Regions from separate parts of the Mus musculus genome. Here regions 2 and 3 are each linked to region 1. A link is a contact called in public ChIA-PET and Hi-C data. All regions are on one chromosome and are shown on one strand. The core of a region is the stretch at or near the end of the contact, and the rest is flanking DNA. Distances in the headings are between cores, read along the strand shown. Region 1 overlaps Plekha5 (pleckstrin homology domain containing, family A member 5). Region 2 has its middle 23 kb from the start of Gm30215. Region 3 has its middle 15 kb from the start of Gm38917.

Region 1 (2,917 bases), core at 294-2,793:
TCTTCTAGTTTCTGCTGGGCCTGCTCCTCTCTGTGAAGGAAAAGGCGAAAGGTGTTTTTGATACTGGCTGCTCTGGACTGCTGTCATTGGCCTCTTATTTGTAGTTCTGTTTTCTGCAGTTTTCTTATATCTGTGGTCAGCAGTAGTACGAAAATATTAAATGAAAAGTATCAGAAATAAATATTTCATACATTTTGAACTCTATGGTGTTCTGAGCAGCGTGATAACATTTGTGCCACCCTGACCAGGACACAGATCTTTTTTGCGTACAGTATTCATGCTGTAGGCTACCTTCTTAAGCTTAAGAACATTGATATTTCTTTTAGATGACCTAGGTTCAGTCCCTAATCTCCACATGATGGCTCATAAACCATCTGTAACTCCAGCCCAAAGGATCCAGCACCCTCTGTAGTTTGTGGGCATCACACGTCCATATAGTGCACAGATACAGACAAATACCTGTACACATTTTTCTTTTTAATTACCAAGAAAAAGCATTCAAGTAAAAGAGCACACTCATGGGTCTCTTGAAGCCTGGTCTTCGTCCTGGGGTGGTGTGACCTCTGACCTCTTCCACTGGTTGGCCAGTGGTAGTCTCACCAGCAGCTCAGACTCAGGGCTGGGGGTGAAGTAGTTTGCATTTGTGACGAGAGCAGACTTACACCACCAGATTCAGAGGAAAAGAAAAAAATGGAATACTTCAAATCCAATAGCATATGCAGAAAAACATTATTGACCCCTCTCCCCATTTCAAATACAGGATTAAACTGAACAGTGGACTTATTACGGATTCTGTCTTCTTTTACAAAGAAACTTAGTATTTTTATTAAAAGTTAATTTCTAAATCATACAGAGTAGAGTTATGTTGTTGTACTGCTGTGTGTACTTGACTTGGTAGTCTCAGCAGGGCCAGAGTGGGCCTAGAGGAACTGCCTGAGTTTCATTGTGTTTTAGGACAGGTTTCTAGAAGGCAAGCTCAGAGCTCTGCCCATGCCCACTCCCCCGCCTGGCGATCAGGCACTTGCTGTCATTCTAACCCACCTTTATTTTCCCTGTAAGCTTGCTTCCTCGCATTGAGGTTTTGTCTACTCTTTGTAGTGATGTGAGCTTCACACGCGTGCAGGGCCTCTGGCCCTGGTTATCACAACATTCTCAAACCTTTTCTCTGCTTATGGGATTTTTATCATAAGCAACAAACTTGTTAAAATACCACATGGAAAAACCTGTGTCTTCAGTACACTGTAGGGAATTAGTTCATCATGGCGGAAGTCTGGGAGCTCAGAGAAAATGCAGAGGTGAAGCCACAAACGCTTACTGCACAAATACAATAAAAGTTAGGCAATCTGAAGACTGAGGAGGAGGAAAATCTGTTCACAGTTAGACTTCATACTTGGAAGGTGGGGTGTGGAGCAAGAAGACAGCTAATGGATTAGGGTAGAGTTTCTCCCAAGACCAGAGATGCTACACAGGGAGTGTAGGTAAGCATGCTTACTGGAGTGTGGTGCGGTATGGTGTGGCCACTGAAACTGGGGTTGTTATGTGCCAGTTATGGGGTAACCAGGTTCTAAAGAGAGGATGTGGTTGGTGGAGGTGTAGCTGGCTGAACTGTTTGAGAGAGTGCAGAGTTCATGTCCTCAGGAGAAAGTCATTGAGAGTTAGATGCTGAGGTGATGCCCTAAGAGGCTAGGATGCAAGGCCAGGGTGCAGGGTGGTAGTGAAGGAGCTGCTCCGTAGCTGGCTCCCTTACAGGCTGCAAAGAAAGTACAGAGCTCGGTAGGACTAAAGTGGGGTCAGAGGGCAAATCGGGAAGATGAGGGACGATGGCTATTGGCATTAATTAATAGATTCTTAGAGAAACGATACCCTTAGGCCAGAGTCTCATTTGCTGAAAGGTGGAGGGCATCCCAGGAAGCTCTAGACTGGTGTTCAGGTAGATTTACGTGAACTTTTTGGTGCTAAAGTTCTAAATCTACACAGCCTGCTACACTGTCTAAGTGCATAGCAAAGTCTGCAAGGGATTAAGTTCCTTATGAAGTGTGGTATTTACGTGCAACACACACACACACACACACACACACACACACACACACACCTTCTTGTATACTTTAAATCATCTTTAGTCTACCTAGATACCTAATGGAATGGAAATGTGCGTTAATCACCCCTTACCCCATACTGGCTTAGGGATAATGACTAGAAGAGTTGTATGCGTTCAGTACAGACTCAGTCGTCATAGGCCTATGATGTAGTATATGAGTAAGACTTGAGGAGTAATTCTCAGACAAGTGGTGCTGAGACCAAACATCGTGGAATGATGGTAGCTATATAGTGGGGTCTGTTTCATCCCTTCCCTTGATGGCCTCAGCTTCTTATCCCTGTGTGGCCATCCCAGAGCCTCTTTTCAGACACTTTGCCTTTTCCCTTGATGCTTTCTGTCCACAACTGATAAATCTCTGGATGTGAAATACATACATAGGAGACTGATTCTATATTCATTTAAGATTATTCATATTTTCTCTATGGGTTTTTTTGTAGTAATCTTTTAAAACTAGAAATGGCATTTTCCAAATGTGAACTATTTAAATATGCCAAACATTAATAACATGTGCAAGTACTGAGGAGATAGTTTAATTAATTCATATAATTCTAGTTATTAAATAAATCAAATCTAAAACCCAAGGATCAAGATTTCATATTTATATTTTTCCTTTTTTGTTAGTTTCTTGCATGAGTGTTAAGGTGGACATCTTCACTGCAAATATAACCTCTTCCTTTGCCTCTTTTTGAAAATTCACAGCATGTGTGGAACCAGAGCAGACTTTGGTGGCCTTCTATCACAGAGTTGGCTGAGGCAGCCGTGTAGGAATGACAACAGTGGAAGGCTACAAATCCCCAGAAGCCCCTGGGAATCGTTATA
Region 2 (2,917 bases), core at 265-2,764, 220 kb after region 1:
TCTCCGTGAGAACTAATCTGTAGCCAGTGTGTAAGCTACAGTTAGAACTGGGAGAATGCTATCAGGAATCTTGTCTTTAAAGGTCAATGTACAGAGAAAGTGGTCTCATTGTTACATTTTTGTTTGTGTACATCATACATTCCATCTGCCTCCCTTGGTGCCTTCCTCTTGTGCCCCCACCCTCACCCCCCTCTGCTTTTATGGCATAGGTCTCATTTCCTTGTCAGATGTGCTGCTTTAAAAACCGTTCTAAACATCTGTTTTTTGTTTTGTTGAGTTGTAGTTACCAAACTGAGGTTGATAAATAGAGAAAACTAGACTTTCTGCTTCTCCCTTTTAGCTGTTTGTATTTGAAGTCAGTATTGGAAACATTAGTCAGCTGAACTCTTCTGACTTAAGGTTGCTCTTAGAGATTTATTAAGTGAATTGAGTGGGAATTGAATGATCTGTTTGGCCAGTTTCTGTTGCTGGGCCCCTGTGCATTTGAGGCTAGCTAGTAAAATAGCTCTGCCCCAAAGTTCTTGCCTTTCTGTGACAGGTATACGCTATGTATGTGGCTCAAGATGACCTTGAACACCTGTGTGCACTGCCCTGTCCTGTCTAATCCTCTGCCTCAGTAACAGAGCTCTGGCTTGTCAGACTTTACACACTGATTTGAGATACATTTCATACACTAGCACTGGGGATACTAGGACAATATTTCAGTAGTTTAGTCCTGAATTCCTTACCCCGATGTTGGGAATTGAATTTGGGGCCAGCAACCCACTGAGTTGTCTTCCAGGATGACTCCCCTCCTTCATTAAAACACCTCCCGCATCCTAGGCCTTTAACTTCTTTTGCCTTAGGCTCCTGAGGCTGGGATAAAAGGTATGTTGCCACCTTGCCTGTCTCTAAACTATTTTTGATCTGTAGAAGTGTGTGGATGGGAGTCGACAGTCGATAGGCACATACTATAAAGAAATGGGGCTGGGAGTGGACTTAAGATGTGGTTTTGAGACAGGTGGTAAGCTCCTGTGAGACAAAGGAGTTAGAGCCATGCAGGCATTACTAGAAAGGATGCCAACATAGGGCACATGTAGCAAAATGTAAAGACCAAGAGGCCAGAGAATGGTAGGGCATGCATTAGTTTCATTCTATTCCCAGATAGAAATGATAAAGGGACTATCTCAGATTTCATTTCATTTCTCTCTCTCTCTCTCTCTCTCTCTCTCTCTCTCTCTCTCTCTCTCTCTCTCTCTCTCTCTCTCTCTCTCTCTCTTTCGGGCAGGAGAACTCATCACAGATGGTTGTGAGCCGCTATGTGGTTGCTGGGAACTGAACCTCTGGAAGAACAAACAGTGCTGTTAACCTCTGAGCCATCTCTTCACCACCACATACCCCCCACCCCCCCAGATAAAACCCTCAGATTTCTTGGACTGACATTTTATTGTGCTTGAAGATGAGTTTATATGACAGGAAGTTATCTTTGTGGACATGAGGTATTGAACAAAGGAAAGTTAAGATCTCTCTCTCTCTCTCTCACACACACACACACACACACCCCACACACACACGTTTTAAATGACATGGCAGGTCAGGAGAGCTCAGCTGTGCAGCCATGAAGACTGTTTAGCTAAATTCAGATCACCAGCTCCTTACCTACAAAAAACAAAACAAAACCAAAACCTAAACAAAAAAGCAGTGCAAGGCAGCGTGTGCTTATAGTCCTTACATTGAGGCTGGAGCCTACTCTCCTGCCAGTCTAGCCGAGTTGGTAAGTTTAGGGAGAAGACCCTGTGCCAGTAAATAAGGTGGGATTGAGGAAGACACTGTTGATCATAGGCCTCCCACCCACACGTGAACACATACATAAGCATGCATATGTGTGCATGCATACAATCATAACTGCTGAGAAACACAAAGAGCAGGTGGAAGAGTATCTTTAAAAACCTGATTAGAATGGAGGTAGAAAATGGTTGTGTTAAACCAATCTGAGGCTAGCTAGTAAAATAGCACACTAAAAATGTCTTAGAAGTGCATAGAACTATTAGGAGTTGATATAGTGTTAGTCTGATGACTCGAGGGAACTTAGCTTTAAACTGGTAAGAATGACCAACTTGGTAGTGTGAGTGCTATACCAATGAGGGAGAGGCACTCAGTGCTGAGGAGTGACAGATTTCAAATAGAAGGCAGCACTCCTTTTTAACCTCTAAGAGGAATACCATCCTCCCTCTGTAAAGTCTGGGTGGGCATGAGCAGGAGACCTGAGGAACCACTGAGCAAATGGCATAGGACCCAGTGCTTTGCTTTTTTTTTTTTTCTTTTGAGGCAAGGTCTCTGTAGTCTTGGCTAGCCTTGCATACACAGAATCTGCCTGCCTTTGTCTCCATAGAACTAGGATTTAAGTGTGTGTCGCCATTCCCAGCTTAACTTCTTTTTCCCCATCCTCCAATAAATTGATGTGCTTATCAGCTGCCAAAGGATAAAAGAACAACTACTAATTCATGGCTCAAGTCACTGATCAAAACTGCCTTGTCCTCCTGTGTATCCAAGTTGATGTCAGCATTCTGGGCCCTGTGGAACAGTCGGGGTAAGATTGATGAGAGGAGAGTAGACACCAGATAGCAAGTGCCCGACGGTTCCGAGATACTAGGGCTTGGCAAGTTCGTTTCTGTGTTTCCCTTTTCAAGTGTAGGGGGGAAACTCTAAGGGCACAATACTTTCTTACATCACATTTGGAAAAGTTGGGGACCTCTCGATGCCCATAGGGAGAGATTCTGACCCTGCTCCCTTTGCTCCCCTCCCCCTCTCCCTTTCTCCTTTTCTCCCTCCTTACCTGTGTTAGTCCGGGCTCACCTGTCCTGAGGCTGTATCTGTTCTCCCTAGCCAGGGTTTATAGACATGGAATGCCATCTCTCTTCAGTTTGTTTTTATTGGA
Region 3 (2,917 bases), core at 288-2,787, 140 kb before region 1:
TTAATATGTGAGCATTAAAAATGCTTTACAACTCAGGAACTTGCTGAATTCAATCCTGCAGGCATTCAAACATCTTTCAAAAACTACAGCTGTACAAGCATTTCTCCTGATCTCCTTGGAACAAAAACAGAACCTGCCATTAAGGATAGACCTCGATCAGATGCAATCTTTGGCCTGAGGACTCCTCAAAGACTTTTGAGTTGATGGGCATCCAAATTCTTATTAAAATGTAATACGATGATGCAATGCTGGGTTTATGTTACATTTATAGAGATATCTACACACCATATCTAGTCAATAAACATACCTTAAATACCAAGTACCTTAGCCCACAAAAAACCTATATACAATATATATATATATAAAATTTCCTACCAATGCAGCAATGATAAAAAGTCCAGGCTTGGATAAAGATGATCAGGGTAAGTTAGGCCTGTCTGAAGTTTCTATTGATCTGATAAAAATTCCCTGGTAAAAGCAACCAAGTGGAGAAATCGTTTATTTAGCTCGCACCTCTAGATTATTGTCCATCATTGTGGGAGATCAGAATTAGGAGCTCTGAGGAAATAGCCTCATCACTTCCATAACCAGGAACAGAGAACAGTGAATGTCTGCCCAGCGGTACTCGGTCCCACTTCCCTGCTGTCACACAAGTCTGGATCCTGTCAACTCACAGTGAGCGGGGCTTCCCACTGCAGTTAATATGATGAAGATAATGTCCCACAGACACGCCCACAGGCCACCCTGCTCTAGACAATCCCTCACCGGGACTCTTTCCCCAGCTGCTTCTAGATTGTCAGTTGGCAATTAAAAGTAATCACTACAAGACAGGCAAAAGGCTCAGCTTCACCAGGGAAAAGATATGATTCCCCCAAGCCTGACCACCTCAGCTTGAGCCCCAAAACCTGTGACCGCCAAAAGCTCTTTGTTGTTGTTGTTGTTGTTTGAAATGCAGTCTCATTCAGTCGAAGCTAGCCTCAAATGCTTGGCCATAACAGACATAAAACAATGAGCAAAATTCTGACCCAAGTCAGAAAACTTCAATGAAACCAACGTATTTCTTGAGGTAAAATTTCCTGAAAATCCTTTCACGGCATGAGAAAGGGGAAGATTTCTTAGGCAAGACCCAGAGAGACGCACCCCTAGGAAAGAAAAGAGACACATAAATCAGATTTCAGCAACAACAAAAGCCATCCTTTTGCTACTTGAAAGATATTGTGAAGGGGAGAAAAGCAAGGTACAGATTGGTACCAATGCTTACAGAGCTTTACACTCAGAATACAGAAAGAATGTTTCCAGCACAAAATGAAGTCAACGAGCTTTTTTTTTAATGGACCAAATATTTAAATAAAGAATTCTTAAAAGAAAATGTTAAGCCCAGAGCTGGCCTGCCCTCTCAGGCAGATGCTCCTGGTTCTGCCTCTGTGGAAACAGTCTGGGTGCGGAAGGCAGAGAGCCAACTCTCAACATGCGAGGGCTGCATGGCCTGCACACCCTCCCCTGGGACTTGGCCAGGCTCCCGGGCGCCCTCTTGACCTGGTGTCCTGGCCATATCAGAGGCAGAACACAGCTTTCTCTTTAGTGCAGGCTTTAATTTCTAGGGATGGGAGTGGGGTGGGTAAAGAATAAGTTAAATAAGTTAATCACAGAGAGAGAAAGAGAGAGAGAGAGAGAGAGAGAGAGAGAGAGAGAGAGAGAGAGAGAGAAAGAGAAATGGGGGAGGGGATGATGGATGAGGGAGGGAGGCTGGGAGAGAGGGAGGCAGGATGCCAGCTCCGTACGATGGTCCATGCCTGTAATCCCAGCATTTGGGATGCCCAGGCAGGAGAATCTCCCAGTTCAAGGCCATCTAGAGTACATATAAAGACATTGTGTCAAAGAAAGAAAGCAGGGGGAGAGAAGAGGGAAGGGGAATCTACTGAAAAGTATTTTGTTCAAAAATGTCATAATGAGATCTGATCCTGTGAACTCTAATGCAAAAACTTTAAACGAAAGATTACTAAGTAATTAAATTTAATTTTAAAAGGGGGGGGCGAATGCCTACCAAAGAGCTTTTGGAAAGACTACTCATATCACTGGCAAGTAGAGAAGTGAAGATGCCTCTGATCCAAAGACAAGCCTTCTCCTAACATATAACACTTTCCACCCTGGGATGGATGACCCAGCAAGAAGACCCTCCACACACACACAACCTCCCTTGATCTTGAGGTTCCGGCCTCTGGAGCCACAACAGACCCCTGTTCTTTATAAATCACACCAGCTCAGGTATTCTGTCATAGCAGAACAAAGTGAACTAAGACAGTCATTTTCTTTTCTTTTTTTAACCCTAATCACTCTCAGGAGGAGCTCTAGAAGATTCCATAGGTTTTAATCTCCCTGAACCTTTATCTAAGAAGTATGACTAATACTATGTACTTAGCTGTTCTGGGAAGAGAACTGTTTTAAATAATTCATATGGACCACTTAGGACAATGATTGGCTCATATTAAGAATAATAACATAAACCCAGGTGCTACTGGGAAGGTTAAAGGTAACATTGGCACTGCTGTCCATTAAGTTTCCCTGAGAAGAAAAAACTCTGAGAGAGCAATTAAGAAAGACATGAATTATTCGGGAAGCATTCCACGTAAGAAATGGCAGACAAACCACAGAGCTAGGCTGGGGGTGGTGGCGCACGCCTTTAATCCCAGCAATTGGGAGGCAGAGGCAGGCGGATTTCTGAGTTCAAGGCCAGCCTGGTCTACAAAGTGAGTTGCAGGACAGCCAGGGCTACACAGAGAAACCCTGTCTCGAAAAACACAACAAAACAAAACAAAAAAACACAGAGGTAAACTGATTCAGATATACGCATTTTGGGGCCCCCATGAGGTATATATTCTCTCTATACTAGCTCTACCTAGTTAATAGTAATGAAAAC

Evidence for each region. Hi-C and Micro-C count contacts between places; a contact is called where the count stands out from the background. ChIA-PET counts read pairs in DNA pulled down with a chosen protein or histone mark.
Region 2: an RNA polymerase II ChIA-PET map of memory CD8 T cells shows a contact between it and region 1, with 15 read pairs. The contact joins two enhancer-like sites. A contact is called at or near these places in 1 of 115 datasets of contacts at active chromatin or transcription factors (memory CD8 T cells) and 3 of 9 other capture datasets (adipose tissue, liver and pancreatic islet).
Region 3: a Hi-C map of uterus shows a contact between it and region 1, with 2.8 times the contacts expected there. The contact joins two enhancer-like sites. A contact is called at or near these places in 3 of 484 Hi-C or Micro-C datasets (liver, nephron progenitors and uterus), 4 of 115 datasets of contacts at active chromatin or transcription factors (embryonic stem cells and liver) and 2 of 9 other capture datasets (adipose tissue and embryonic stem cells).

What each region holds. Positions count from the first base shown.
Region 1 is chr6:140,439,393-140,442,309 of GRCm38.p6, forward strand. The region is part of intron 3 of Plekha5 (pleckstrin homology domain containing, family A member 5); the gene reads left to right. Among named protein-coding and RNA genes, the nearest start is that of Plekha5, 17 kb to the left of the region's middle. Within about 2 kb of position 1,544, at least 11 of the 459 cell types and tissues checked have an H3K27ac peak or open chromatin away from gene starts, as enhancers often do. A contact at or near this core is called in memory CD8 T cells and uterus, where this site is marked.
Region 2 is chr6:140,656,182-140,659,098 of GRCm38.p6, forward strand. It overlaps a transcript of Aebp2 not described here. Among named protein-coding and RNA genes, the nearest start is that of Gm30215, 23 kb to the right of the region's middle. Within about 2 kb of position 1,515, at least 22 of the 459 cell types and tissues checked have an H3K27ac peak or open chromatin away from gene starts, as enhancers often do. A contact at or near this core is called in memory CD8 T cells, where this site is marked.
Region 3 is chr6:140,299,159-140,302,075 of GRCm38.p6, forward strand. No RefSeq gene overlaps it. Among named protein-coding and RNA genes, the nearest start is that of Gm38917, 15 kb to the left of the region's middle. Within about 2 kb of position 1,538, at least 23 of the 459 cell types and tissues checked have an H3K27ac peak or open chromatin away from gene starts, as enhancers often do. A contact at or near this core is called in uterus, where this site is marked.